Regions from separate parts of the Mus musculus genome. Here all the other regions are linked to region 1. Evidence: chromatin contacts called from public Hi-C data. All regions are on one chromosome and are shown on one strand. Each heading gives the region's core, a stretch centred on a gene start, on an enhancer-like site or on the middle of the called end of the contact. The rest is flanking DNA. Distances are from core to core; before and after follow the strand shown. Region 1 has its middle 80 kb from the start of Gm39451. Region 2 has its middle 33 kb from the start of Gm31559. Region 3 has its middle 35 kb from the start of Gm39449. Region 4 overlaps Zcwpw2 (zinc finger, CW type with PWWP domain 2). Region 5 overlaps Rbms3 (RNA binding motif, single stranded interacting protein).

The links. Hi-C and Micro-C count contacts between places; a contact is called where the count stands out from the background.
Region 2: a contact with region 1 is called in a Hi-C map of uterus, with 7 times the contacts expected there. The contact joins two enhancer-like sites. A contact is called at or near these places in 4 of 484 Hi-C or Micro-C datasets (the N1E-115 cell line, epidermal suprabasal cells, nephron progenitors and 1 more) and 1 of 115 datasets of contacts at active chromatin or transcription factors (embryonic stem cells).
Region 3: a Hi-C map of the N1E-115 cell line shows a contact between it and region 1, with 9 times the contacts expected there. The contact joins two enhancer-like sites. A contact is called at or near these places in 2 of 484 Hi-C or Micro-C datasets (the N1E-115 cell line and cortical neurons).
Region 4: a Hi-C map of the N1E-115 cell line shows a contact between it and region 1, with 4 times the contacts expected there. The contact joins two enhancer-like sites. A contact is called at or near these places in 1 of 484 Hi-C or Micro-C datasets (the N1E-115 cell line) and 1 of 115 datasets of contacts at active chromatin or transcription factors (T-cell acute lymphoblastic leukemia).
Region 5: a contact with region 1 is called in a Hi-C map of uterus, with 4 times the contacts expected there. The contact joins two enhancer-like sites. A contact is called at or near these places in 5 of 484 Hi-C or Micro-C datasets (neurons and uterus).

The regions. Positions count from the first base shown.
Region 1 is chr9:117,391,388-117,396,999 of GRCm38.p6, reverse strand. It overlaps a transcript of Rbms3 not described here. Among named protein-coding and RNA genes, the nearest start is that of Gm39451, 80 kb to the right of the region's middle. Within about 2 kb of position 2,594, at least 22 of the 459 cell types and tissues checked have an H3K27ac peak or open chromatin away from gene starts, as enhancers often do. A contact at or near this core is called in the N1E-115 cell line and uterus, where this site is marked.
Region 2 is chr9:116,422,871-116,428,482 of GRCm38.p6, reverse strand. No RefSeq gene overlaps it. Among named protein-coding and RNA genes, the nearest start is that of Gm31559, 33 kb to the right of the region's middle. Within about 2 kb of position 3,237, at least 7 of the 459 cell types and tissues checked have an H3K27ac peak or open chromatin away from gene starts, as enhancers often do. A contact at or near this core is called in uterus, where this site is marked.
Region 3 is chr9:116,487,018-116,492,629 of GRCm38.p6, reverse strand. No RefSeq gene overlaps it. Among named protein-coding and RNA genes, the nearest start is that of Gm39449, 35 kb to the left of the region's middle. Within about 2 kb of position 3,134, at least 20 of the 459 cell types and tissues checked have an H3K27ac peak or open chromatin away from gene starts, as enhancers often do. A contact at or near this core is called in the N1E-115 cell line, where this site is marked.
Region 4 is chr9:117,953,088-117,958,699 of GRCm38.p6, reverse strand. All of the region lies in intron 5 of Zcwpw2 (zinc finger, CW type with PWWP domain 2), which reads left to right. Among named protein-coding and RNA genes, the nearest start is that of Azi2, 85 kb to the left of the region's middle. Within about 2 kb of position 2,314, at least 35 of the 459 cell types and tissues checked have an H3K27ac peak or open chromatin away from gene starts, as enhancers often do. A contact at or near this core is called in the N1E-115 cell line, where this site is marked.
Region 5 is chr9:116,844,759-116,850,370 of GRCm38.p6, reverse strand. All of the region lies in intron 4 of Rbms3 (RNA binding motif, single stranded interacting protein), which reads left to right. Among named protein-coding and RNA genes, the nearest start is that of Gm39449, 320 kb to the right of the region's middle. Within about 2 kb of position 2,795, at least 37 of the 459 cell types and tissues checked have an H3K27ac peak or open chromatin away from gene starts, as enhancers often do. A contact at or near this core is called in uterus, where this site is marked.

The DNA.
Region 1 (5,612 bases), core at 1,345-3,844:
CATCTCTGGTTAGAATATTCTTTCCAGCATTTATAACGCTTAGGCAGAACTCAACGGGAGCCTAGGTAATAAATCGCAACCCACATCAATCACAGAGAGAGAATATTTTCATTTAAATGTTTTGTTTTCTACAACTGCACTCTTGGGTGATAAACTAGCATCCTGATGTGTTGTGAAAGCTTTATCATCCTGCCCTTTGCCCTTTGTCCTCAGTGACACAGTGACCTCCGATGACCCTGCTCCACCAGAGCTCCAGCTAAGGACTATTCGGTTTCACTTAGCCGATTGCCTGTATCTTAGAAAACTAAAAAGTAAATCCAGCTGGCATAACGTGATGTCAGGGAGGTTTGTAATCAGGCAAAGAATTCCTCTGTCTAGGCTTGATCATGGGTCCCCACGTGTTGGCTGCTTGCTTTTCATGAATGAGCATACATGGTCCTTCAGCTTCTCAGCCTAACACTGCAGCCCTCAGGACTGGAGATGAACACTTAACATGTTATTTCACAGTTTGTATGTATGCATGTGCCTGTACCCATAAGGATGTGTGTGCATATATGCATGAGGATGTATGTGCATGTATGCATGAATCCACATGAACATGAAAGCCAGAGGTCAGAGGTCAACCTTGAATATTATTCCTAGGAGGCTGAGCACTTTGGGTTTTGAGAGAAAGTCCATCACCTGTGTGGCTCAAAGGTTAGGTTGGTTGCTGTCCTGTAGGCCCAAGGATCCCCTTGCCCCCACATTCCCAGCCCTAGGATTACATGGGTGGATCACCAATGCTGGCTGTTTGCAAGTGTCCTGGGTCTCTAACTCAGGTCCTCATGTTTGTGTGTCAAGCATTTGTGACAGCCATCTTGCCAGGCCAGCATTGATTGCATTTCATCTGGAGTGAATAGAGCCCCAGGTGTGTGGTGGCCCTGTCATTGTCTCTACCTGTCCTTTATTGGCTGCCTACCTTGTTTTAACATCACCACACATCAGGGCCTCAATCCCAAACCAGCCCTGGCCTTTCCCCTTTTATCATGAGATTTCTCTCTTGTTATTTCTTCTTCACTGAATTCTCATTCCCCACTCATCATTATCAAATCCCATTTGCATGTCAAGACTGGCCCTTCATGTCAGTTTCCATGTTTGGTCCTTCAGGGTGATTTAGGGACATCTTTTCTAGACTGGCAATGCTTTGAACATCTAACACCATTTTTCTCTTGTTCAGCCTGGGCCATCTTTTAGTTCTTAGTAACATTTAAGTCAGTCTTTATGCACTGCCCAACCAAAACTACCAGGAGTCCCCTACTAAATGTTCCTCAGTGCCTTCTTCCCATTAGATAAACTCCACTTATTGAATCATTAAGTTTCAGAGAGCTTAGGAAAGACGGCCAGGTGCTCCAGGCCTGGGCTTTCAGCTGAGCCCTAAAACAAGTGACTTACATAGAAGATGACACTGAGATACAGCTTTGTCAGTTTGGTGCTTCATGAGTGAAGCTCTAGCTTCAGCCCTCAGCACCACATAAACCAGGCACGAGGGTGAAAGCTTGTAGCCCAGTACTCAGGGTGGCGGAGGTAGGAGGGTCAGGAGTTCATGACCAGCTTTGACTATGGCTATGTAGGGAGTTTAAGGCCATCTTGAGCTACATGAGACCTAGCCTCTGAAAAAACCAAAACCAAGACCAAGACCAAGAGCAAGACCAAGACCAAGACCAAGACCAAGACCAAGACCAAGACCAAGACCAAAACCAAAACCAAAACCAAAACCAAAACCAAAACCAAACCAAGACCAAGACCAAGACCAAGACCAAAACAAAAGCAAAAACCAAAACCAAAACAAAAACCAAACCAAACCAAACCAAACCAAACAAGCCTAAATAAATTTGATTGAAATATCCTAGAAAAGGCTTCATAATCAAAACTCCAATAAGGACAATATCAATGGACACAGTAACATGGAAGGGAGAGTTTTCAGTGGATCTCACCCCTAGAACTGCAGCTACTAATTACTATTAAGAGGAGAATAGCCACTCCCAGGGATGAGGCCTCTCATTGATTGTCTAATACAGAGTGGTCAGCTCAAAAAAATATACATATTATATGTTTAATATTATTAATATATTTGCATATAATATGTATGTGCAATAGTAATCAAAGAACAGGGCTATCACCTGGAAAGGGGTGGACTGAGAGACGTGTGAAGGAGGGTAGGGAAGGGAAGTTAGAAGTAATGTGATTTTATTTCAATCAGAAACATATTTTAAAACAAGTAACATAAGATAACAAGATGCTTGTGTACTGACCAGCATAGCAGACACCCTCAGAAAAGATGTGATATCATCCAGAAAGAGAATCTGAATTGTTTGTCCTGGTGCTGCATTTATAACTTCTAATCTGACAAAGAGTGGCCACAAGTCTTGTTCACTCTCTAGTACGTAACACGAAATGCCGTTTTCAGAGGATCCATCTCCACTCAATGCAGGATGCTTTCTGTTGACTGTACATGGTACTTAACAAAGACGTCTCACACCAGTGCCCCAAGACAAGTCTGTAATAGCCACCACTTCTGTTTCCAAGCTGCAGACGGTAGGGGTAGACAGAAGTCTGCGTGTGACAGAGCTGAGGGCCTCTTCTCAACCACACGCTTCGCTCTTGGAACAAGGCCAGCTAGGGGCTGTCTGGATTCTCTGTGAGCCGGCTCCAAACTGACATATTTATTATCAAGGAGGGAAAGTCGCCTGATGCTGGATCACTGATGTTTGCCTTGCAGTGTTTTCTTGCAGAAAATTGCAAGAAAGTGATTGAACCGATCTTGGCAAGGAAACCGCAGAGAAATCTGCCCTTTTTTAAGGGCAACGTCTTCAAAACATCCTTGAAGATTGGGAAAATGGGCTATTTCCTTTTTACTCTGTTTTTATAAGATGAATGATATATCAGGAAAATAAATAATGACAGCGTAGGAGGGGTCAGTGGTACTTTTATTTCAGAGACTGGAGAATTCTCATAAAATGTTTTAGCTGTCCTTGTTTAGGATGTTGGGGATTTATTTATAAATGACTATTTGGCCCAATGCTAATAAAATATCTGCATTCTGTTGGTGCAACATACAAATTGTGTGTGTGTGTGTGTGTGTGTGTGTGTGTGTGTGTGTGTGTGTGTGGAGTGTGGGTACAGATGGAGCTCTAGGCGCAACTGCATTTCTTCACAGGAATGTGTTTTGCTATCTGCCTCTCGCCTCCGTCCTAGTGAGCAGCGTTATTAACATCTCTTCAAACTTTTGAAGTGAGCACGCGTGCACACTTAACAGAAATTAGAGGAACTTGGACGGAGCCATGCTTCTTAGCTCTTCTTGGTAATGAAGAGGCACATCCTTAATTAAGAACAATTGAGACGAGTGAAAAGTGTAACCATTTAACGGTATTTTGCAGTGTGGGCTCTGCACCACTTTGGTCAAAGGGATTAAGATACTGTTTGTCTATAAGAACTATAAGTCAGATGCTTAGAAAATTTTCAAGGTAAAATAACTTACAATTTATTGAATTCCAATAGCATCTTGTCCCTGTTGAACTGGTTACGATCCATGGTGCAGGAACTCATTTCTGGTACAGGTGGGCAATACAGAGACTGTGAACCTTCACAGCTTTTGCTGGGATAGATTCTTCTCCCAGCCTCTGATTGCTAGACCTGGAACTTCTGATCATCTTCTATTGAAAGATGGCATTATATTCGGCTCCTTTAGTTTTTTCTTCTTCTTCCCCCCCCCTTCTATCTTACTGAAAAAAAAAAGAAGCTATATAAACCTGGATGGGGCCAGAGAGATGGCTCAGTGGTTAAGACCACTTACTTTCCAGAGAACTCAGGATTGATGTTCACCACGCACACGATGGCTCACACCTCCTGTAGCTCTAGGTGTAGAGGGCAGGGTGAAGGACTTGGTTTTGCAGATGGTGGTCTGTAGGTTCTACTACAGCTTTGGTAATATTGGAAATCTGGGGAAGATCTCATTTGAAATTGTCAAATGTTGCCATACATACTTGGGTTATAATAAAGGTCCTACCTCTTCCTAGCAGCCCCCACTCCCAAGGTTTCGGTCTCTGCAGCAGAAGGGAGTATTGACTGACACTGTGTCCCACTAAATCACAAGTGGATGGCTCTGGGTTGCTGTCTGGGATCTCAAATACCTTCCCTCAGTGTTAAGTTGAATTTTCAGCAAGAGGAGGTGGATGAGAGAGACTTGTTAGAGTCTCAGCTTTCAGCTCTTAACCATAACACATTTAGGGCATTGGCAAATTGACTGCTTTGCATCTTGTTTTGAGTATGAGGAGACATGAATAAAAATGTTGCATAGTCAGTGACTAATGTGATCTAAGTCTTACAGAAAACGCCAGGTAAGCATAATGCTAGAGCGGCCATGTTCAGGAGTGAGTGGTCAATTGGGAGTTTTACTAGATATGGGTTTTGGTGCTTTTCTTTGAAAGGAAAATAAAATTCCTTAGTTATCTAGTATCTATCATATCATCTATTTTTCATCTCTTATCTCTTTATTCAACTATTTTTATGATCCATATATCCATTTGTCTATTTATCTATCATCTACTTATTTATGTATCACTTATCAGTCTGTCTGTCTGTCTGTCTACCTTCTTATCACCTCTTATCTATCGTCCTTCATCTATTTATCTATTATTAATGTATATGTCTATATATCACACATTTAGCAACCATATGTTTATCAGCTCTAGTTATCATTCATATGTTTATTTTTCTCTCATCTATCAGTCTATCATCTATCTATCTGTTTCATCTGTTTGTCCATCTGTCTATATGTCTACCTTCCTATCATCTTTTATCTTATTGTCTCTATTAATTATGTATATGTTAATAATCATTCATCTATCATCTGTATGTTTAGTTCTCATTCATATGTTTATTTCCTATCCTCTACCAATCGGTCTTTCTATCATTTATCTCTCTGTCATCTATCAATTTTGTGGTTCTGGGGGGTCAACCTGTGAACCTCATGCATGTTCTGCAAACATCTTACCACATAACTACATCCCGAGAGCTCTACCCCAATGGATTCTGAAGGCAGAGAGACAGGAGGTAGGTCTCTTCAGGCAAATGGGCCCTTGGGTAACCCTTATACACAGGGCAGGGCAGGCACACAATGACACTCTGAACTTTGGGGAGAACCTGAAGATGTGTGTCAGTCTTTCCACAGCTTGGAAATGGAGTCAGTCTTCCCATAGTGTAGGAGATGATGTCAGTCTTCCCACACTGTAGGAGATGATTTCAGTCTTCCCACACTGAAGGAGATGGTGTCAGTCTTCCCACACTGAAGGAGATGATGTCAGTCTTCCCACACTGAAGGAGATGATGTCAGTCTTCCCACACTGAAGGAGATGATGTCAGTCTTCCCACACTGAAGGAGATGATGTCAGTCTTCTCACACTGAAGGAGATGATGTCAGTCTTCTCACACTGTAGGAGATGATGTCAGTCTTCTCACACTGAAGGAGATAATGTCAGTCTTCCCACACTGCAGGAGATGATGTCAGTCTTCCCACACTGTAGGATATGATGTCAGTCTTCCCACACTGAAGGAGATGATGTCAGTCTTCCCAC
Region 2 (5,612 bases), core at 1,988-4,487, 970 kb after region 1:
CAAAAGGGAATACATTAACAAGATGATCCATCGAAAGGGGCCAGGCTTTAGTGTAAGACACCCGAGCTTAGCACTTTAAAATATCATCTCCTTCTACAGTCTCAGGCCCTCCATCCTCCCACCCTACCCCCCACCGAGGCATGTGCACACACATAGGCACACATATACACTGACACCAACACAAATACCACCAAAAATAAGACCCTAGCAAGGAATCAGACAAATTTGAGGATGGGACTTGGTCCTACCATCTGCAGTGGTCTGAGTCACTTGCAGGGATGTGCTGGCTCCTTATAAGTTGTGACCTTGGACAACTAATTTCACCAGTATGAATCTCAGAGTTTATCAGCAGAAAACAAACTTCAAACTCTGGAGAGGTCAGAGGTGTAGCTCAGCAAGGACTTGCCCTACTGTGTGCAAGGATGGATTTCAGCTCTCCAACACCTCTCACAAGCAAACAAACCCAGTCCGGTCATCCAGATTGTAGTAAGAAATTGAAAAAAAAATCGATGATTTAACGCATTAGCTATTATTGATTAAAGTTTAGCAGATAATAAATTCTCTATTAGAGCATTCAATTTCTCTTTTCTCCTTTTTGGGGGGATTTGGGGTAGGAGTAGATTTTATGAACTGTGTGCAGCCAGTGGTGACCTTGAACTTGTGCCTCTCCCTCCAAGCACTGAATTGTGCACAACTGCCCAGTTTTCTATTGTTAAAGGATTCCCTAAATCGCTTTTTCTGGAAGGAAGATAATGACTGAAGAGCCACTCCCTCCTGGTCTTCAGCTGGCTCAGCCTTCTCGAGCAGCTGCGGAAGACATTCCCACCAAGAGCAATTTAGAAACCAGACCAAGTGAAGATGGTCTTTGTGCATCTGGACAAGTTGCAGTCTCTGAAGAAGTCCTTTCAGAAGTCAGGGCCACAGGAATGTGTAAAACTGCTCCCTCCTCTGTGACCAACAGGAAGAAACAGCATTGGCCTCCCTTCCCCCACTACAGCTCAGCCTATCCCTCCGTTCTTCTGTGGGCTGAAGCCTTAAACAGCCGCCTCTTCAAAGGCTGTTCTTGAACAAAGAAACTCTAGAGGAGTTCTCTGTAGTGTGACTTGTCCAGGAAGTAAAGGGTGTGTCGGAAGAAGGTGTTTCTCCAGCGGGAGAGATGATAGCTCTGTCAGGAAAGCATTTGCCTTGCAAGCAGGAGGACCCGAGTTCAATCTTCACACCCCACATAAAAATGGCTGTTCATGGTGGCACTCGCTCATAATCCCAGGGCTGACGAGGCATAGACAAGCAGATCTCTGAGCTAAGTTTGAGCCAGACCTCTAGGATTTAGGACCTACTACTCAACAGTCTTGGCATTGCCCATTGCTGGATCTTGGTTTCTCCTTTTACAACAACGGCAGCTTGCTTGCGTTCAACTATAGTTAAGAATACTATCAAATAGGACCGTTCGTCTCTGATTACGAACCGCAGTTCTGCAGGCTGGTGAAGTGGCTCACCAGATACAATACTTGCTTAACATATCAGAAGCCCTGGATTTGAGCTCCAGAACCACTTAGAACCCGGCACGGTGTTGCATGCCTTTAATCCTAGCACTTGGGAACTGGGGTCTGGAGGATCGGGCATATACGGTTATTCTGGGCTGGGTAGCAAGTTCAAGCTCAGCACTGCAGATCTGGCCGGTGAACAGTGAGACTCAAATGGTTGCAACGTCTGTAACATCCTTCCTGGTTTTCATCACGACATCTGTAAATCATGCTATATAATCCCAGGCTGGAACGTTGACTTTTAGTTCTACGCGTTGCCCCTTTCCTATATATTTAAACAGCTGTAAGTGTCAAACTTTTCGGGTAGTCCTTTCTCTAGCACAGGACTCTGGGCAAGCAGTAAGAAGTGCTATAAATCCTTGGGGTTTATATTTATTGGAAGCCTTTTAGGCTATTCCAGGAGACCCTGTGATTTCCTGTGGAGGACAGGTGGATTTTCTGTTTCTATACAAAACCAGAGGCGCCTCGTAATTACGTTGACACGGACCTGCAGCGCCACCTGTTGGCCGATGTCTTGACAATCACCACTCGGCACAAAATTATCAGGGGAATAAAATTTTTATTTCCAAAGAAGCAGCCAAAGTGGGAAGATGCTGGAAGGCCACAGTTAAATGTCTCTTTCTTGTACCGGAGAAAGAGACTCTTGCCTCTCTGAAATTTTTGGAGCTTCTTAATTCTAGTTGGGCAAGAAGCAACAGTTGTCTACTTAAATGATAGGGTGATCTTACCGGGGCTATTTAAACATTTAAAGTTTACATATTTCAATTTATAGCATTTTAGAAGTAGAGATGAAAGTAAGGATCCGTTTCTGTTGATTTTTAAGCAGTTGTTCTGATGCTGTCCTTGCTGGCTTTTCTGCTGTTGTCAAAAACACCGGGACCGGAAACAATCTGGGGATGAAATGGTTTATTTCATCTTCTGCTTTCAGTCTTTGTCTGTCACTGAGGGAAGTCAAGGCAGGAGCTAGAGGCAGGAACTGAAGCAGAGACCATGGAGGAGCGCTCCCTGGCAGGCCTCCCCTATGCTTAGCTATCTTTCTTATACAGGCCAGGTCTACCTGCCTAGGAGTCCTGTACCCACGCTCAGCTGGGACCGCTTGCATCAAGTACTAAGTGATTTTGTTGTTGTTGTTTTGTTTTGTTTTTGTTTTTGATTTTCGAGACAGAGTTTCTCTGTGTAGCTCTGGCTGTCCTGGAACTCACTTTGTAGACCAGGCTGACCTTGAACTCAGAAATCCGCCTGCCTCTGCCTCCCAAGTGCTGGGATTAAAGGCGTGTGCCACCACAAGTACTAAGTGATAAAAGGCGCTGTAGACAGACTCACGTGATGGAAGAAATTCCCCAGTCGAGATTCTCTCTTCCCAGACACATCTATGTCTAGCTTTATGTGGCGCTGTGTGACCTATGCTCACAAATGCTGTCAAAGACCACAGTTTTGCTGGCCCTTCCTCTCCTGTCACAGAAGTTTGTTCGTTTCTCCTCTGCTGAGCTTCTTGTTTCGGGTTTGGATTTTTTAGGTTTTGGTTTTGCTTTTTTGTTTCTAGGTTTTTGTTGTTGTTGTTGTTGCTTTTGTTGTTTTGCTTTTTGTTTGTTTTGTGTTTTGGTCATGTGGAAACATTCTCTTGAGAACTGTGATTCGGGAAGAGCTCTGACTCATGCCTGGGAGTCTCTAAAGAGGCAAATTGCTCACTTGGAAGAACAAGGAGCCAATGAGGACCTGCCTCTCAGGCCGCCTCTCGGCTGCTTCTCTACCCTGGCCTCATCCTTTACAAAGGGATATAAAGTTAATTCAGATGAGCTCTGAGAAGACAGTCAATGGCCGTTCTCCTCAGTGATGAGAGCGCAGGGGTCTGAGCGCCCATAAAGACCATAGACAGAAGTCAGGGAACGCGCAGGGATGGTTCCACTGATTAATGAGAGTCCCAAATTCAAAGACAGACATATGCTTCTCCTTTAAAAAATGATAAATGAACATTCAAGGCCACCTTGGATTATACAAACAATTAAACAAACTCCAAACTGCAAGAAGGAGTTGATACTGTGAGTGTACAGAGACTCTCCAGTCTGCCTCCCCATTCTATCTGTGCCTACCTAGAAGGTTCCTCAGGGATGTGTGGTCCTCCCTCCCTCCCTTCCCTCCCTCCCTGCCTCCTTCCCTCCATCCCTCCCTCCCTCCCTCTCCTTCAGCACAACCCCCCCCCTCACTTCCCCATTATCTCAGCACATTGCATTTGCAAGTGGCCCCTACTCACTTGCTTCCTTGAGAATCCAGTTTTGTATACGGCCACTGGCATTTTAGAAATACAGATCCTGTCATTTCTCTGCTTAAAGCCACCAAGAAGGAACAAAACTCAACCTTCTTAGCACAGCATATCAAACTTTCCAGTTTGGCTCAGATTTCCTGCCCAGGTTTCTCTTCTGGCTCTGGCTCCACCACTCCAGGGCTAGGCGCTCTCTGACACGCACTGGTTGTCTTTGAGCGCTCTGTCTATATTTAAAGTCTGTTTCTGCAGCTGGCTGTGTCCTCCACTCCCATCTCTGGGTAAATTCTCCTTGACCCTTCAAGGTGCATTCCCGCTATCTCTGCTCCTCAGGAGCCTTCCCCAGAGCTAGCCTACAGGATGTGATTGCCCCTTGTTATCGCCTGTACATATTATACCATGAAATTCATTGTGTTATACCACTGGCTGATGAATCTTCCTCAATAGATCATGGGCTCTCTAACGTAAAAATCTCTGATAGATCCTGCTAAGGGCTTTAATTATCATGCGTTGTTCTAGAATAGTCACTGAAAATTAAACAAGAAACTGTCACTGTGCTAAAGACTAGAGATGCAAAAATTAGCCACAAAATGATTCCCACGGTCCCGTCAATCAAGGTCTAAAATGCTTGCGAACAGAGATGTGTGCTGTGTGTTCTACAAAGGCTAAATCCCACTGCAGTGCAGCAACTTCGACTGGAGAGGAACAGAATCAGCAATGAAATGCTGTATGGAATATGTGATACTTTAGGTTTCTTTCCACGTAATTATTTTATTTTATTAACACATGGTCTCAAGTAGCCCAGGCAGGCCCTGGGCTCACTATATAACTGAGGGTGGCCTTGAACTCCTGATCCTCCTGCTTCCATCTTCCAAGGGCTGGGATTATAGAACTACGTTATCCCAATGACTCAACATCTTAGTGTTTACTTAAATATATAACAGCTGTATACGTCTTTACCATCTTAAATTATGGAGTGTTTTAAATTGTATTTATCTGGTGAGGAGACACGCATGTGGAGATCCGAAGGCAATTGCTGGTTGGTTGTTTCCTTCTTCTGGGTGAGCTCCAGGGATGGAATCCAGGCCCCCAGACTGCTCTGCAAGCTCCCTTACACGCTGAGCCTCGCAGGCTCCTTTTGTTGTGTTTCTGCACTTGACGACAGGGCCTGACACTTTGCATATGCTAGTATTCTGCAAGCATGGGATGGTAATGCAGTGTTTGCAGAATGAGCAAGTGTACGGACGGATGAGTGGATGAGCTCCTAAAATGATGGGCAGGTGGATCTACTCTCAGGGAATGCCCACAGTGCTTGCATGCGGAGCTTGGGCCTGGGAGAGGGGTGCCGTTCATTGATTCCTAAAAGCCGTAACTCTCTTCTGAGCTTTCCCACATCCCGCCAAGGCATAAACACTGGAAACTATTTCTTGTCGGCGTGATCTAATTAGACTCTTCCCGTTAGAGGCACTTCCGTGACCTTTAACTCCAGGTGGAAACGAAAGGCTATTGTCTTCTGGTGGCAGGGCTGCATGTCCCCTCCAACGCCCTACAAGGAGTTTCTCAGGTTGGTGTCACAGGTTATGCAGGCACCTGCAGATGGCTTTGCTGCGACTCCTCCGATTTGGGATATCTCAAAACTTCTGTCAACCTTTATTTCTACAACTTCCTAATAATTCCTTTTACCCTATAAATTCCTTCCTATCCATAAAACCTAGGATGAACTCCAAGAGATATGGATTCTTGGTTGGAAATTAAAAGGAGCCAGTTAGTAATCCCATTAAACATTCAATTTAATCATTTTTTATAAG
Region 3 (5,612 bases), core at 1,885-4,384, 900 kb after region 1:
CCTAAGTGGATATCTGTGGACAATTGGGTTCTCTTAGTTCTGCCACAGCATCTTGAAAAGTCTGGTGTACTATTAAAGTGGGAAGAGACACCAGATCATTTCTTAGCTCTGCCACGTGTTTAGGACAAAGCTGGGAGAAATGTGTAGAGGAGAAAAGGCTATAGTATGAGTTCCCTCAAGTTACCTCTGTGGCCACCAACATGCCCTGCATGCTTCATTTTCCAGTGCAGGAAAGGACCATGGATACTTGACACTTGTGGCCTCTGAAATTCACCATGGAAGCTTTCACCTCCTGGTGCCTGTCAATGGAGATAAGGTTTCAAAGAGGTAATTAATTAAAATGAAGGCTTCAGGTAGATAGATTCCCCAATCCACTCTGCCTGGCATTCTTGTAAATAGATTGGGAAGAAGAAAGGCCACCTGATGATGTATTGTGAAAGCTGGACCAATTCAGGATGTGCTAACAGAACTGTAGGGGATGGGGGTAGGGTAAACAACAGGGATCTAGGGGATGGGATTAAGGCAATGGGGAAACTTGGGATCTAGGGAGGCCTTTATTCCGGTTTGCAGATGTTCATCTTCTCATTGGGTCCCTAGACCATTGAAAGGAGAGATGTTGTCAATATCATGTCCTCAAGGTGTGCAATAACTAATGTACTCAGGAGAACCCTACCCTTATGACCTAATCACCATTTGAAGGTCATATCTCTGGACCTGTCTGGTGCCAGACACCTTGGACAATTAGAGAACACTTTCCCCAGAGGTCCCTCCATCAGATCACTTAGCCCCACCTCTGAGGATCACAGTGAGGACCTAGCCTTCAACCTATGGATTTTGTAAAAACACAGACATTTGGTCTGCAGCAGAGATCATCTACCAGCCAAGAAGAAAAACCTCAGAGGAATCCAAAGTACACAGTGTCTCAACTTAGACTTTCAACCTCACAAATATTGAGAAAATAGAATTCCACAGTTTAATCCATATACTCTATGGTATTCTGTCATGGAAGCCCTAAGCAACTAACAGAAGGAAATAGAAAGAACTAATTTTAAACTAATAATAGCGAAGTCTCTCTGATGTCAACAACTGGTTCTTGGATACAGATAATATCTGGCTCCTGCTTCTCTTTCATGACATGTGGTGGTGTTTGGAGACACTCAGAAACTCAGTGTCTGTGTTTTTGAGTCTGGGCATGTGAGCATGGTGCCTCCCAGTGGCTAGAAGAGGGTGTTGGAAGTTAGAGCTATAATCTGTTTTAACTAGGGTTTCTACTGCTATGCAAAATACCATGACCAAAAGCAACTTGGGGAGGAAAGGGTTTATTTCATCTTAGAGCCGTAGTTCATTTTCCAAGGAAGTCAGGGCAGGAACTGGGGTAGGAATATGGAGTCAGGAACCAAAGCATAACCATGGAGGAGTGTTGCTTTCTGCATTCCTCCCTCTGACTTGTTCTTTCTTATAGCAAGAGGCCCAACAGGCCACTCCTGTGGGATTGGCTCCCTCACATTGACAATTAACTAAGACAATACCTCACACACTTGCCTATAGGTAGGCCAGTCTTATAAAGGCATTTTCTTACTTGTGATTCTCCCTGCTCAAATAATTCTAGCTGTGTCAAGTTAACATAAAACCATCCACACACAGACATTTGTGAGCTGCCCAGCATGGGTTCTGGAAACTAAACTCTGGTCCTCTAGTAGAACAGTACATGTTCTTAAGCCCAGAGCCATTTCTCCATCCCCTGAATGAAATTTTTGTGAGGTATCCATTATAATCTTCAAGGCAATTATGAGTAAAGTAGCACAAAGCTAATAAAAGCTAATTAGTGAAAGAGAATTAATAGAAGGAAATGAAATTAAAATGGTACAGGAGGAAACATCCATTTAAGTGATGAGAAGACAAAAATGAATAGCTAGTAAAACAAAATAATAATTATAACAAATTGGAGACTAAATAGAAAATAAGTGCCAGGCATAAATATTAATATGGACATTAATGTAAATATATTCAACATTCCAATCCACAAGCACAGATTGGTACCAGAAAAATGTACAAAATAAAATATTATCAACTCTACAGTATACACACACACACACACACACACACACACATATTTATATAAAACAGACATATCTTAGATTTAAATATATAAGTTAAAATGAATATAAATATAAAAAATTATTCTTCTGTATAGACCAAATGTTAGATCATAAAAGGACATATGTTAAACCCTATAAAAATGAATCAGTAATTTAGAAATGTTCCAAACCATATAAGCTATTGAATTCTAATTTCACTCATTGATGGAGAAAATTGGAAACAAATCCTAGAATCAACATTTAATTTTTTTCATCATGTGAAAATTAATATTCCTAAATTGGTAAAGGATTGAAGGAAAAATTCACAAGGGAGACAGGAAATACTTTTGAGTAAAATTGAAAGGCAGCATTCCAACACATATGAAAGGCAATTAAAACAATGCTTAGAGAGAATCGTAGTGTGAATGCATGGATTTAAAATGCAAAAAGAGGGGCTGGAGAGATGGCTTAATGGTTAACAGAACTTGCTGATCTTGCAAAGGACCAGAACCCTCGTCCAATAGCTCACAACTGCCTGTAATTCTAGTTCCAGGAGATCCAATGCCCTCTTCTGGCCTCCATGGGTACTGCACACATATGGGCACCCCAGAGCAAGATTTATAGCCAGTTCTTTAAATTCTGGATTTGACTGAGTCAAATAAAGTGAAAGAACATTAGAGGGCTATTTCTGACATCAACCTCCTGCCTTCACATGTTCATGTACACAGGCACACATACACACACGAGTCCACACAGCTGAAAACGCAAGTCTTTAACTCCACAAACTAATTTATGAGTCTTCCTTTTGCATACTATGTGATAATAGAAAGACAAGAAAATTCAGAGAAAGAGAAAGTCTTCTGGTTTGAATTAGACAGCCGAGGCCCTGCAAGGCACACCCAGTGCTGGCAAATTTATAAAGCCAAAACAAAAGGAATCCCAGTGCAGAAATGGCTGTTTGCTGGGTGAACCCACTTCCCTCCCAACTCTGCTTGGCAGATCTGTACCCTGATTATTCCATCTGGAGATAATTGTGTGACATCATCCATAAAATTAAATCATAATCAACCTAACTAGCAAACAGGCCAGCAGGCTGCTTCACAGCCACACACAGGATAAAGGAGATGATTCATCTCAATGGGAGACAAGGGGGTGGAATGAAATGTGGATGGTGCAGAGTGGGTGACCCTCAGCGTGTGCACAGGCTCGCAGCTGGCAACGTGCCCAAGCCCATGCCCGGGAATGCCAGGGCCACTGCCATGTACCTGCATTGCCCATGTGTGATGAGGAGAGGCGATCTCCTTAGAAATAGATCCATAGGTTGCATTATAGAGACGGTGCATATCCAAAAGTAAACATTCCCATTTTATGATAAATTATCCGCTATGGGAAATCACAAAGAAGGGAAAGACATATATAGTAGTATAAGGCAAAATGTCCCCTGTCAGCTCACTTTTGGAAGAGAGTGTTGCATAGTCTGTTGGTTAAGTGGGTGGAAATGAGTGAGGAGTAGTGTATTTCTGAGAAGAGTCTCCTTTGTAAGGCAATAAGGTGTGGTTCTAAATCAGTTCCTGATGCAAGAAGCAACAGAATCATTAAGACAGTCCACATTAGAGTGGGCAGAGATGGAGCTCAGTTCATAGCATGTATGCTGAATATGCTTAAAGGTCCATACCTAGTGCTTCATTACGGTGGTGGAGGCTATAAGCCCAGAACCCAGGACGTGGAGGTCGAAGGATCCGAAGTTCAAGGTTATCCTTGGCTACCCACCACCCTTCTAAATAAAAACGATGACCACTCATGCAAATATGTCTGAAGGACTCTGGGTTAATGTACACATGCGAGTTTCTTGTGGATTCACACTGTTCACAATAGCTAAGAGATGCAGTAGCAGCTTAGATGTCCATCAGAAGATAAATGATAAAGAAAATATGCTATATATTCACAATGGGACTTTTTCAAACCTCAAGAAAATTAAGTCGTGGTATTTGCAGGAAAACAGCTGGAAAGAGAGATCATTATGTCAAGAGAAATAAGACTCGGAAAGCTAAGCACAGCGTTTACTCTCCTATGGGGAATCTAGATTTACATGTGTTGGGGGTGGGAGGAGAGGGACCACATGAGACAAGGAAGAGTTCGGTGATGGAATCCATGTGTCTTGTAGGCAGGGGAGGGACTATTTGGGGCGAGGAAGGATACCAGGAAGAGAGAAGCAGAAGGGACTGGGCGAGGGGGAGGCAATGGAAAAGGAAGATGAATAAGAACAAAGTCTAATGACTCATGTATGCAAACTCCACAATGAAAACCATCACTTTGTACACTAACTTTAAAATTTGAAAGAGAGAGAGAGAGAGAGAGAGAGAGAGAGAGAGAGAGAGAGAGAGAGAGGCAGAAATAGAATAGACCAAGACAAATGCAATGCAAGGTTTGTTCCTGTTGGTTGTTCCAAGTGCTTCTGCCGTGGCTGGACAGATGAAGGGCTTCTAAAAGTCCACGGTCATCTCAGACTCTCACCACCAGGAAGCACAGATTTGGGCCAAACCATTTGAGACACTTGGCCTTAATGACTGGAGATTTCCATGGAGACCCCTGTAAATGTGAAATGCAGCTGTAGGCTGAGTTTCTGAATTTTCCAAGTAGCAACAGTGCCAGATGTTAGGAAGCTGGTGGCTCTGGAGCATCTGCAGTGAGAAGGTCACTGCCCATCTGTGAGGATGTGAGCACAAAACAACGGAGAAGAGGAGAAGAGAGAAGTTCTTGTTTTCCTCTGAATAGCATCAGGAACTGTAGCACATATAGAAGACATTTAAAAAATGTATTCTTTCATTTTATTATTTATATTGAGTATACATAATATGTGTATTGACCTATATTGTATTTATAAATCTAGAGACCTAGTTAGTTTTGGAAAAAGTTCTAAAATGTGGGTCAATCAGAAAATGAGTAATTTTTCATACAAATGAAAACTGTTTGCCTGCCTTATTGTCTTCTGTTAATCTCCTGCCTCCAGGAATATTTGTTGTCTGATTTGATGAGAGCCATGCAGACCAAGTATATAATGGCAATAGGCATTCTGTCTTTATTGTCCTTATTTCACTAGCTAGGGATCTTTCTGATATAAACCTCAAGAGCTCAGAGGAGTATGCGAAAAGCAAGGAATCCATTATGAAAAGCAAACTCACATAAAGATGTAAAAAGGACAGCCATATCTGTGTCCTAGGATGACCTAGACATACCTGGCAGAGGACTACCTCAGACACAGCTGTGTCCATGCCTGCCCTGTTGTTCTCTCTTCTGTCTCCCCCTCTTCTAACTCCTTCTACCTTGATTAGTTTGTACCGTGGTTCTAATCCTATCTTGTTGATTTTACTCTGAAGACTAAGAGATGGCTCAGTGGCTCACTGGAGGATCTGGGTTTGGTCCTTAGTACCTATGTCAGGTATCTTATAACTGAGGCCTTCCTCTGGCTTACACATGCATGCACACGCACATAACACACACACACACACACACACACACACACACACACACACC
Region 4 (5,612 bases), core at 1,065-3,564, 560 kb before region 1:
GAGACACAGCAATCGTCTGTAAGGGTCCAGGGCCCGGCCTGAATGCACACTGGGGGTTTGCAGAGTATGGGAGGCAGCACAGCAGTGTCACTGCAGAATGTGGGCAGAGTTAGTGATTTCACTCTCTTCTCTTATGTTGACTAAGAAGTTGTAAAGACATCAACTCTTACCAAGTGTCATTTACGTTTACCATTGTCCCCTAGGAGGGCAGCATTGTTAGATTTAGGGAAAGGCTACTTATTATAAATATGAGTGAAATATCATAACAAACACACTGTTCCACCAAAATAACTTCTAAAACAACCACCGTGAAAACACGCATAAGCACCTGAACTTGAGCTGATTCTGAAAGTGTGAGATTTCACGTGCGGCTCTGCGGCTTCTGTTCCCACGCCGGTCCTCAGGCTGTATAGATGTGGGTCTGCTTAACTTTAGTGTGTGATGTTTCTACTGATGAGTAAGTTTCTAGTGATAAATCTTATAAAATTTAAACATTATTAGTAAAAAAACAAATGACAAAAGCAAACAAAGAGAAAAACTAATCTGGGCAAGGTGGCACATACCTGTAGTCCCAGCCTCAGGAGTTAGGGCAGGAGGGTCAGGAGTTCAAGGTTATCCTTGGCTACATGGAGAGTTCCAGGCCAGTCAGGGCTATCCTGGATCCTGTCTTTAGAAACTGTTCTAGTCCTTATTACTAATGAAAATTTTCTTTTTCAAAATCACCTTCAAGTTCTAAGAATAACTTCCTTTTTACTTTTGTTTTTCTGTGCATAATACTCATCTAAAGATTTAGTTGAGATTAATTCACTTGAAATTTGAGTTAATAATAAAATTTACCTTGTATATTTATGGGTTTTGCATCTGTGGCTTGAATTAGCTGAAGGTAGAAAAATATTTTTTAATTTGTCTGTTGGGGATACTATTCACCACCCCTTCCTCAGTTTCATCAAAACCAAAATCAATAATGGTTATTAGCATAACGTAAAATAGAAATTTGAGTAATGACTTTATGTTTCATAGATTGCAGATATGTCCCTAGATATTAGATGATCTTTCTCTGCTCAATTGCAGCAACTGCTGCTGTTCAATGTCAGTGAGAATTAATAGAACTGACTTATTACAGAATTCATGTTTGTAATATACTCTGGTGTATAAACATTCGGCTTCTGTATAATCTACTGATGACTTTGAGGGACTATTTATCTTTTTGTTTATATGTTTAATGTCCTCAAATGTTTCAAAAAATTTTCCCATATAAGGTACACATCAGAAATTGCTACTCCAGTGTACACTGGAGAACACACCCACCCAGACCACAGGGAATGATGGCCTGCCTTTTCTCCCATGAATCTGTGTGCAGGGAGTCCTCTCTGGATTTTTTACGGGTTGGTGCACAAAATGATTAAGACTATGTCTTTTATTGTGTAATTGGGGGGAGATTCTGTCTATCCTGTCAGAAAACAGTTCTTATGTATTATTCTGGGGTTTAGGCTTACAAGACTGGATGCTGAGAATTCCCACAGGGTAAGGAGTCACTGAGTATTCTTAATGTTGAGGATAATAGTAGAAAAATGGTGAAACACACAGTAACATTCTGAACATTCATTTCTTTGTAAAAAAAAAATAATGCTGTGATATAGCCATTAAATGTTCTCTCAACATCGGCTCTTAACAATTTATTTTAAATATTTCAGAAGTCTCCCTAGAAACAGGGTCCCCTGCCAACATCCCCCATCTCCCAGCATCTCCCTTGCTGAAATGACCAATGGCTTTAGTAAAAACTGCACAGAAACAGGAAATGTTTGCAGCTGACTTGGATTTTCACAGAACCTCCAGCCAGAGGTCAGATAATCAGATTCCTGGCTCCTTTGTCAGCTGCGCAGCTGTACCACAAACCCAGCTTCTTTCCTCCCCAGTGCCTTGTTGGAATTAACTCTTACTGTTCTTAAGTGTTTTACAGATATGAATGAAATGTGAATGACAAGCCACCCTGAATTTTTGTGTTCAGTTCCTGAGCAGGCCTTTTAGAAAATTTAAATAGCAAGCCTTTAAGGTCTCTGGGTAAAATGCCGACTCATGGAGCCCCTTGAAGCTTGAAGCCAGTCTCATCCTTAGCCACAGTTGGAGGTGCTAATAGGAAACCATTCATGGCTTTTGTTCAAGGTGGCACTGGGAGCCAGCTTCTATTTTTAGAGAAAATTCCCTCTGTGCCTCTGTTCACTGCTTGAAGGCACACTCTAGTCATTCTCTCTGGTAAGACCCTCAACCAAAGAAATCCACAGAGCTTTAGAACAACTGCAGAGAGCAGGAGGCAGCAAGGCATTTGTGAGTCACATTGCCAGGCTCTGGGCTCTGATGCTGTCCAGAGGTCATGGGAATACCAGACTCTGCTGAAAATTGACCTGGCTAGCATATTGATAATTGATGTGTAGTGTATGTATCAGAAACAATAGAATTGCACACTTTAAAAAATAGCATCCAAAATAGAGAAAACGATCATTTCAGTCCTCATCCATCTCAAAGAAATGCAGTCTGCCAATCAAGTTGACACTGTTCATGACACTTGGAGGTGTGACTTTCTACTCATTGCCAATAGCCCTTCAGGTGGAAGTGGGCCTTCCTACCCACGTCCCCTCTCCACGATGACTGAGGTTCTGTCTGGCCTGAGCCCGCAGAATCTGGAGTTCATGTAGATGTACATAATGCTTAATAACTTGTTTATCTCCACTTATTTTGGTTTTTCTTTTAGGTTAAATCTCTATAGCATGTCCTTTTATAGCTCTGTCAGAGGAATTGTTTTTTAAGTTCCCTTTTAGGAAGCAACAATTACTTTTCCTTAATATCTCTTAATGTCAATGGACTCAATTCCCCAATAAAAAGAGATAGACTAACAGACTGGCTACACAAACAGGACCCAACATTTTGCTGCTTACAAGAAACCCATCTCAGGGACAAAGACAGACACTACCTCAGAATAAAAGGCTAGAAAACAATCATTCAAGCAAATGATCTGAAGAAACAAGCTGGAGTAGCCATTCTAATATCTAATAGAACTATCTAACTTCAAACCCAAATTTATCAAAAAAGACAAGGAGGAACACTTCATACTCATCAAAGGTAAAATCTTCCAAAAGGAACTCTCAATTCTGAATATCTATGCTCCAAATGAAAGGGCAGCCACATTCATTAAAGAAATTTTAGTAAAGCTCAAAGCACACATTGCACCTCACACAATAATAGTGGGAGACTTCAAAACCACACTTTCATCAATGGACAGATTGTGGAAACAGAAACTAAACAGGGTCACAGTGAAACTACCAGAAGTTATGAAACAAATGGATTTAACAGATATCTACAGGATATTTTATCCTAAAACAAAAGGATATACCTTCTTTTCAGCACCTCACGATACCTTCTCCAAAACTGACCGTATAATTGGTCACAAAACAGGCTCAACAGATACAAAAATATTGAAATTGTCCCATGCATCCTATCAGATCACCATGGACTAAGGCTGATCTTCAATAACAACATAAATAATAGAAAGCTGACATTCACGTGGAAACTGAACAACACTCTTCTCAATGATACCTTGGTCAAGGAAGGAATAAAGAAAGAAATTAAAGACTTTTTAGAGTTTAATGAAAATGAAGCCACAACATACGCAAACTTATTGGACAAAATGAAAGCATTTCTAATAGGGAAACTCATAGCTCTGAGCGCCTCCAAAAAGAAACTAGAGAGATCACACACTAGCAGCTTGACAACACACCTAAAAGCTCTAGAAAAAAAGGAAGCAAATTCACCCAAGAGGAGTAGATGCCAGAAAATAATAAAACTCAGGGGTGAAATCAACCAAGTGGAAACAAGAACTATTCAAAGAATCAACCAAAGGAGGAGCTGGTTCTTTGAGAAAATCAACAAGATAGATAAACCCTTAGCCAAACTCACTAGAGGGCATAGAGACAGCATCTTAAGTAACAAAATCAGAAATGAAAAGGGAGACATAACAACAGATCCTGAGGAAATCCAAAACACAATCAGATCCTTCTACAAAAGGCTGCACTCAACAAAACTCGAAAACCTGGATGAAATGGACAACTTTCTATTCAGATACCAGGTACTAAAGTTAAATCAGGATCAGGTTAATGATCTAAATAGTCCTATATCCTCTAAAAAAATAGAAGCAGTCATTAATAGTCTTCCAACCAAAAAAAAAAAAAAAAAAAAAAAAAAAAGCCCAGGACCAGATAGATGGGTTTAGTGCAGAGTTCTATGAGACCGTCAAAGAAGATCTAATTCCAGTTCTGCACAAACTATTCCACAAAATAGAAGCAGAAGGTACTCTAACCAATTCATTCTATGAAACTACAATTACTCTTATACCTAAACCACAGAAAGACCCAACAAAGGTAGAGAATTTCAGACCAATTTCCCTTATGAATATCGATGCAAAAATACTCAATAAAATTCTCACTAACCGAATCCATGAACACATCAAAACAATCATCCATCCTGACCAAGTAGGTTTCATTCCAGGGATGCAGGGATGGTTTAGTATATGGAAATCCATCAATGTAATCCACTATATAAACAAACTCAAAGACAAAAACCACATGATCATCTCGTTAGATGCTGAGTAAGCATTTGACAAAATCCAACAACATTCCTGATAAAAGTCCTGGAAAGATCAGGAATTCAAGGCCCATACCTAAACATGATAAAAGCAATCTACAGCAAACCAGTAGCCAACATCAAAGTAAATTGTGAGAAGCTGGAAGAAATCCCAATAAAATCAGGGACTAGACAAGGCTGTCCACTCTCTCTCTACCTATTCAACATTGTAGTTGAAGTCCTAGCCAGAGCAATTAAACAACAAAAGAAGATCAAGGGGATACAAATTAGAAAAGAAGAAGTCAAAATATCACTATTTGCAGATGATATGATAGTATATATAAGTGACCCTAAAAATTCCACCAGAGAACTCCTAAGCCTGATGAACAGCTTCAATGAAGTAGCTGGATATAAAATTAACTCAAATAAGTCAATGGCCTTTCTATACACAAAGGATAAACAGGCTGAGAAAGAAATTAGGGAAACAACACCCTTCTCGATAGTCACAAACAATACAAAATAACTTGGTGTACTCTAATTAAGGAAGTGAAAGATCTGTATGACAAAAACTTCAAGTCTCTGAAGAAAGAAATTAAAGAAGATCTCAGAAGATGGAAAGATCTCCCATGCTCATGGATTGGCAGGATCAACATTGTAAAAATGGCTATCTTGCCAAAAGCAATCTACAGATTCAATGCAATCCCCATCAAAATTCCAACTCAATTCTTCAACGAAGTAGAAAGGGCAATTTGCAAATTCATCCGAAACAACAAAAAACCTAGGATAGCAAAAACTGTTCTCAAGGATAAAAGAACCTCTGGTGGAATCACCATGCCTGATCTAAAGCTGTACTACAGAGCAATTGTGATAAAAACTGCATGGTACTGGTATAACGACAGACAAGTAGACCAATGGAACAGAATTGAAGACTCTGAGATGAACCCACACACCTATGGCCACTTGATCTTTGACAAGGGAGCAAAAACCATCCAGTGGAA
Region 5 (5,612 bases), core at 1,546-4,045, 550 kb after region 1:
GGATTATCACCCTGAAGATAAAACATTACCTTATGTGGGAGTAATGTTTTATTTTTCTTTTAATTTTGTCCATCTCAGGAAATATGAAAAGACAGTATGAAGAAGGGTCAAGACAATGAAAGTGAGCTGAAAGACAAGCAGGCAGTCGGGAAAGACTGCTCAGTGGTTAACAGTATTTTCACTCACAGAGGACTCTGGTTTGGTCCCAAACACCTGAATTGAATGGTTAACAACCACCTGTAATTCCAGCACCATCCTTCTATGGGTCCTGCCTGAGTTTCTGCCTCCAGGTTCCTATTTTGGGATCCTACCCTGACTTCCCTCAATGGTGGACTGTGGCCTGGAAGTTTACTCAGAAGTATAAGCTGAAATAAACCTTTTCTTTCCCCAAGATTGATTTTGGGGATGATGTTTTACCACAACAGTAGAGATGCTAACTAAGACAGTGTACTTGTCTTTCACTGGAGGAAGATACTCACCAAGAGGCTGAATTTCCGTATATTTTTCGTTTCAGTGTCAGTTGTAGATAATATTTTGGCTCTGGCAAGATCCAGGTCCTGCCCCTCGACATGGTCTCTCTGTTCATGTACTGCGTGGTCCTCTGCATATATTTTCTCTTATTCATCTCAAAGCCTCCATAGGAAACTCACAGCGAGTCTATGTGGTATGAATGAGAACAACCATATGCTCTGGTACTTGAGTACTGTGTCTACAGATGGTGGTATTATTTTGGGAAGTCTAGGAGGAGTGGCCTTGTTGGAGGAAGTACGTCATCAGGGGCAGCCTTTGGGGAGGAAGTATGTCACCAGGGGCAGCCTTTGAAAGTTGAAAGAATGACACCATCTCAGGTTTTCCTTCTCTGCTTCTTGTTTGTGGTTAAGGTATGAGCTCTTGAGCCAGCTGCAGTCACCTTGCCTGCCTGCCACCATGGCCACACTCCATCATGGATACTTAATGCTCAAGAATCATAAACCAAAATGAACTTTTTTTTGTAAGTTGTCTTGCTAATGATGTTTCAATCACGGCAATAGACAAGTAATGAGTACAGACTGTGAAAACTTAAAACTCAGAAAGTAAAAAGGAGTCACCAAAGACCTCAGGATTAGGAGTAACCAATGTGGCGAACAGCATCAGTCAATCTGCCTCTTGCCCATTCTCTTCGTTGCAGTATAGTGAACAGAAGCAATGAGAGCTCTCCCTGCTCAAAAGGAATAGGTTCATTGCTGCATTAAACACAACAGTGGCCCTCGAGACATGGCTCAGCAATGTGAGCACTTGCTACTTTTGCAGTGGCTCAGAGTTCATTCCCCAGAACCTACATGGGGGTTCACCACTCACTTGTTGTAACTTCAGCTCCAGGAGAATGAATGCCCTCTTGTGGACTCCATAAGCACTTCACTCGTGCACACACATGCACACACTCCACACATGTATACACATATTTTAAAATAAAGCAAAATCTTTTCTTTAAAGAAGGAAAAGGAATCCACAACACAAAGGTGGGAAACAAAGTCCCAACTCCCTCTGGTGAGTTTCCTTGACAATCTTAATTATCAGGTCATGCCTCTCAACATTAAAAACAAACCCACCAGAACAAAGAAGCAAAGCTAAGGCTGAGTCTCAAGCATCCTTCTTGAGGGATGTACGTCATCAAGCCTCTGCAGCTTCCCTTCCCTGTTTTATTATGGAGTGCTCTCTGCTATACCTGTGAAAATGGTCAACTTCCAATTTATTTTTCATTACAGTCAAGCTGTGATAGCGTGCACCGTGGAAATCTATCCCCTCATCAGAAGGTACCTGAGGACCTACTCTGTGTTAACCGTTGCTGTATAAACTCAGGATGAGCTAGTAAAGAAAGAAGACGCTGTGTCTGTGTTCGTGATGTTCATTTTCTTGTGGTGAAAGAGGCAAGCAATCCGAATTCTCTGAGCCAAGCCATTATCATCTGTTTAATAGAATTAATCCACGAGCCATAAACATTCTTAACCCGATGACATTCTGGAACGAGAAGAATTTCCTGCCTCTCATGGATATTGTTCTTCTATCAATGCCATGGAAACATTAAGATGCTCTGGTAAAATGATGTGTCGATATAAAAAAGTAAAGTTTGAGACATGCTTCTGCTAAGGGACATGACCTAAAACTTTCCATGCTTATAAAAAGCGGCGACTCTGTTTCTGATGAAGATAGATAGAGTGCCTTTCTCTCTCTGCTTTCTAATCATTTTCCCTAAACTGGCATACTTCACCCTGTGTCACCCACTTGATGCAGTGATAAACAGAACCCAGGACATTTTAAGTCCAAGTTTTTCTGTAACTTTCCCAAGCACTAGGTGGTTTCTTTCAGTGCAGTAACTGCGGTGACAGCCGTTTCTGCCATCATCAAACCCCAGATGTAACCTGACCCAGAGCTTAACATCACCCTGTTTATTGGGGCTGGATTTGATTTGTGACCTTGTGTTTACAAATTTGACATGTGATTTTGGCCTACTGTCGAGTACAGCCCTTCATCTGGTCCTAGAAATGATCTTTTTCCTCATTTTTTGGCTCATTGAGCTGTTCTGACTACGTTTGGAAGGGGAGTTTCAGTGTTTTGCGTCTGTGTGCTTGGCTGGAGTGTAGACAGTTTGACCATGGTCCTAGTCTCTAAGGAACTTGGAACATGGCCCAAGAGGTTGCTTGATGTACACAAGCATAATAACTTGGATCGGAAGGGACTACAGAGGCCACCTACACCCTACACCAACAGATGCAGGAACTCCAGTGCCAAGAGGGGTCAAGCAGCTAACTCAAGATCTTGGAATGAACTGATGGCAGAGGCTGGGCCAGGGTCCAGGTCTCTTCCCAGGGTCGCTGTCTTCCCATGACCACAGCCTCTCTCTAATCTTTGGCACACCCTCATCTTAACCTAATAAATAGGATGGATGGTCTTAAACTTTGGACAAGGTCAGTCATCATGGGAATTAGCTAGTAACTATTGCCTTTTGTGGTTAGAGCAAACATCTGGCCAGAGACTAGGGCCTGAGGAGAGGAAAATAATGATGCAAAGCAAGAACATAACTGAGCAATGCAGAAGTGAATATTGGCAAAATCACTAAAGGGACTAAAGAGCCAACTGATGGAACTGTTCCTATATCTTTGGGTGGCTTGTAAGCAACTGGTCTCTTGGGTGAGCATTTTATGGTTACTTGTGTGTGTGTGTGTGTGTTCCAAGAAGAAAGACCACAACTTAAAAGGCCAGAAAACTTTCCATCATTTGTATTCTTATTTATTACCTAAAGGAAAGGGGTGTTGTCAGGGTTTGCAGAAAGAGTGTTCATACCACCCTTACTCATGATGAGTAAGGTGCTAGCCTGACTGGGGTGAAGGATGTCCAGGCAGCTGGCAAAGCATTCTTGAGGTGCTTGTGTCTGAGGGTGTTTCTCAAAGGTGCCCAGACTGGGGTTGGTAGACTGAGGCACAAAGCTCCACCCTAGCTGATGTAGGCAGATCTCATCAATGTTCTAAGGAGCTGAAGAGGACAAACAGTAGAGCAGAGAGTAATTGGCTCCTCACCTGTAGCTGCTGAGGTAGTTATCTTCTCTCCTAGCCTTGGATATGAAGGGCTCGGATCTCAGACTCTGAGATTTAACTCCCAGGATCTCTGTCTTTTATCCTAAAACAGGATTATACCATTGCTCTTTCTGGGTTTCCAGATTGCAGCCAGTACATGGGGAGACTCTGCCTCTGTGGCTTTAAGAGTTTAATCTCAAAGTAAACCCAGTTTGCAGGTATATAATTATACCTCTCTCTACATAAGCTCTGTATCAATCTAGCCATCTCTGTCTGTTCATTTGCATATGTTCTTTGGGTTTTGTTTCTCTGGAGAATCCTGACCAGTGCTTTCTCTCTAAGGCTGTGACTCTGCTCATATTAATACTTTATGACTTTGGCAATGATCGACTGCTGATGTAGATATCTAGGGATTGAGGCATGGCTTAGTTGGTAGAGTGTCTGCAGGGTTCAATCCCTGGCACTCATAGATTGACCTGGTGATGATCCTAGGACTTGGGAGGTTGGATACAAGAATCAAGAATTCTAGAGCAGCCTCAGCTACATAATGACGGAAGTCAGCAGGCCTATATGGGACCTATATAAACAAACAACAACAGCAACTGTGTGTGTGTGTTTGTATGTGTGTGCGTGTGTCTTCTGGTTGTTTTATTTATGAGTAAATCATGTCCCTACACTATTTTTCTCTCTCCCCATCTACCATCATAATATCATCATTTTCCACTTACTAAAACTTTCATTTTGAATCATTTTTAATAACATCAAATTTATGGAGTCATATTAAATTAAAATTTCTCCTTGTGTGAAATATTTAATTTCAATTTTATGTCAAATACTTTGATAGCAGAAGTCCAAAAGGTACATGAAAATTATTAATTTCTCTGTCTTCTATGTCCTGAAGATACTGGGTTTTCTGCAGCTTAGCTCATAGTCCATGTACTAGTATGTTCTAACTTAATTCTGTCCTGGAAAATTATATTTATGGGTACCGTGGTAAATCAAGAATTTATAATCATTATATATTATATAACTTGCTTTGGACTTTAAGTGTATCTATGAGTACCCCTACACTCCTAATCTATGACCTCTAAGAAGGAAGCAGTAGTAGCCTTTCTTGGCAAGGTCTCTCATAGCATTGCTCTAACTCCTCTGGAAGCTTGGGAGGATTTCTGAGGCTCCTTGGCCATGGGACTTCTCAGGGGCGGAACAGGAATTCATAGGAGCGGATACTTGACACTTTGTTTCCTTCTGTATCCACCACACACTTTGTCTTTACTCTTACGCATCTGTAAATCATGAAATGTGTGTGTCTGTGATGAATACAGTCTCTGGTCTTCTAGTCCTTTCCAGCCCTGAGTTAGTTAGAAATGTAAATTATCAATGATGGCCATTAAGGGGATAAGGATGGAAGCTGGAGAGATGGGTCTGGGTTTAAGAGCCCCTGCTGCTCTTGGAAAGGATCTGAGTTCGGTTCCCAGCACTTACATCAGGCAGCTCATGGCCACCTGTGACTGCAGCTCCAGATCCAGTGCCCTCTGACCAAATCTGACCTCTGAACCTGCACTTGTACACACACACACACACACACACACACACACACACAGAATTAAAATAAAGTAGCTTAAAAACTATTTTAAGATGAAAATGTCGCTACAGCCTGAGATCATTTTTACTGGAATGTTATCTTTTAAGTCAGAATTATAGGTTACTGGTTTCTAGGAATCGTATACCATTTCTGCAACAGTTACCTCAGCTCTTCAGCACACATGGGAGGCAGCTGTTTTATTCATCATGACTGTGCACAGATGCAGGGTGTGAACTCACCCCTACTCACCTCTGCGATGTAACGTTTATACTTGGTGCTCAGCATGGAGTGTAAGAAGCAGAAAAGATGAGTTAGCTGGTGGCAAATTGATAGTAGTGACCTGTTTAAATCTCTTCAGGATGCTCTTTGGCTCTTCTGGGGTTTGCTGCGTGCATTTTTTCCCCTTGGGTGAAAATAACGAATTCACAAGTGCACGGGGTCAAGTGCACGGGGTCATTGAGGCTTCATGGAGGTGC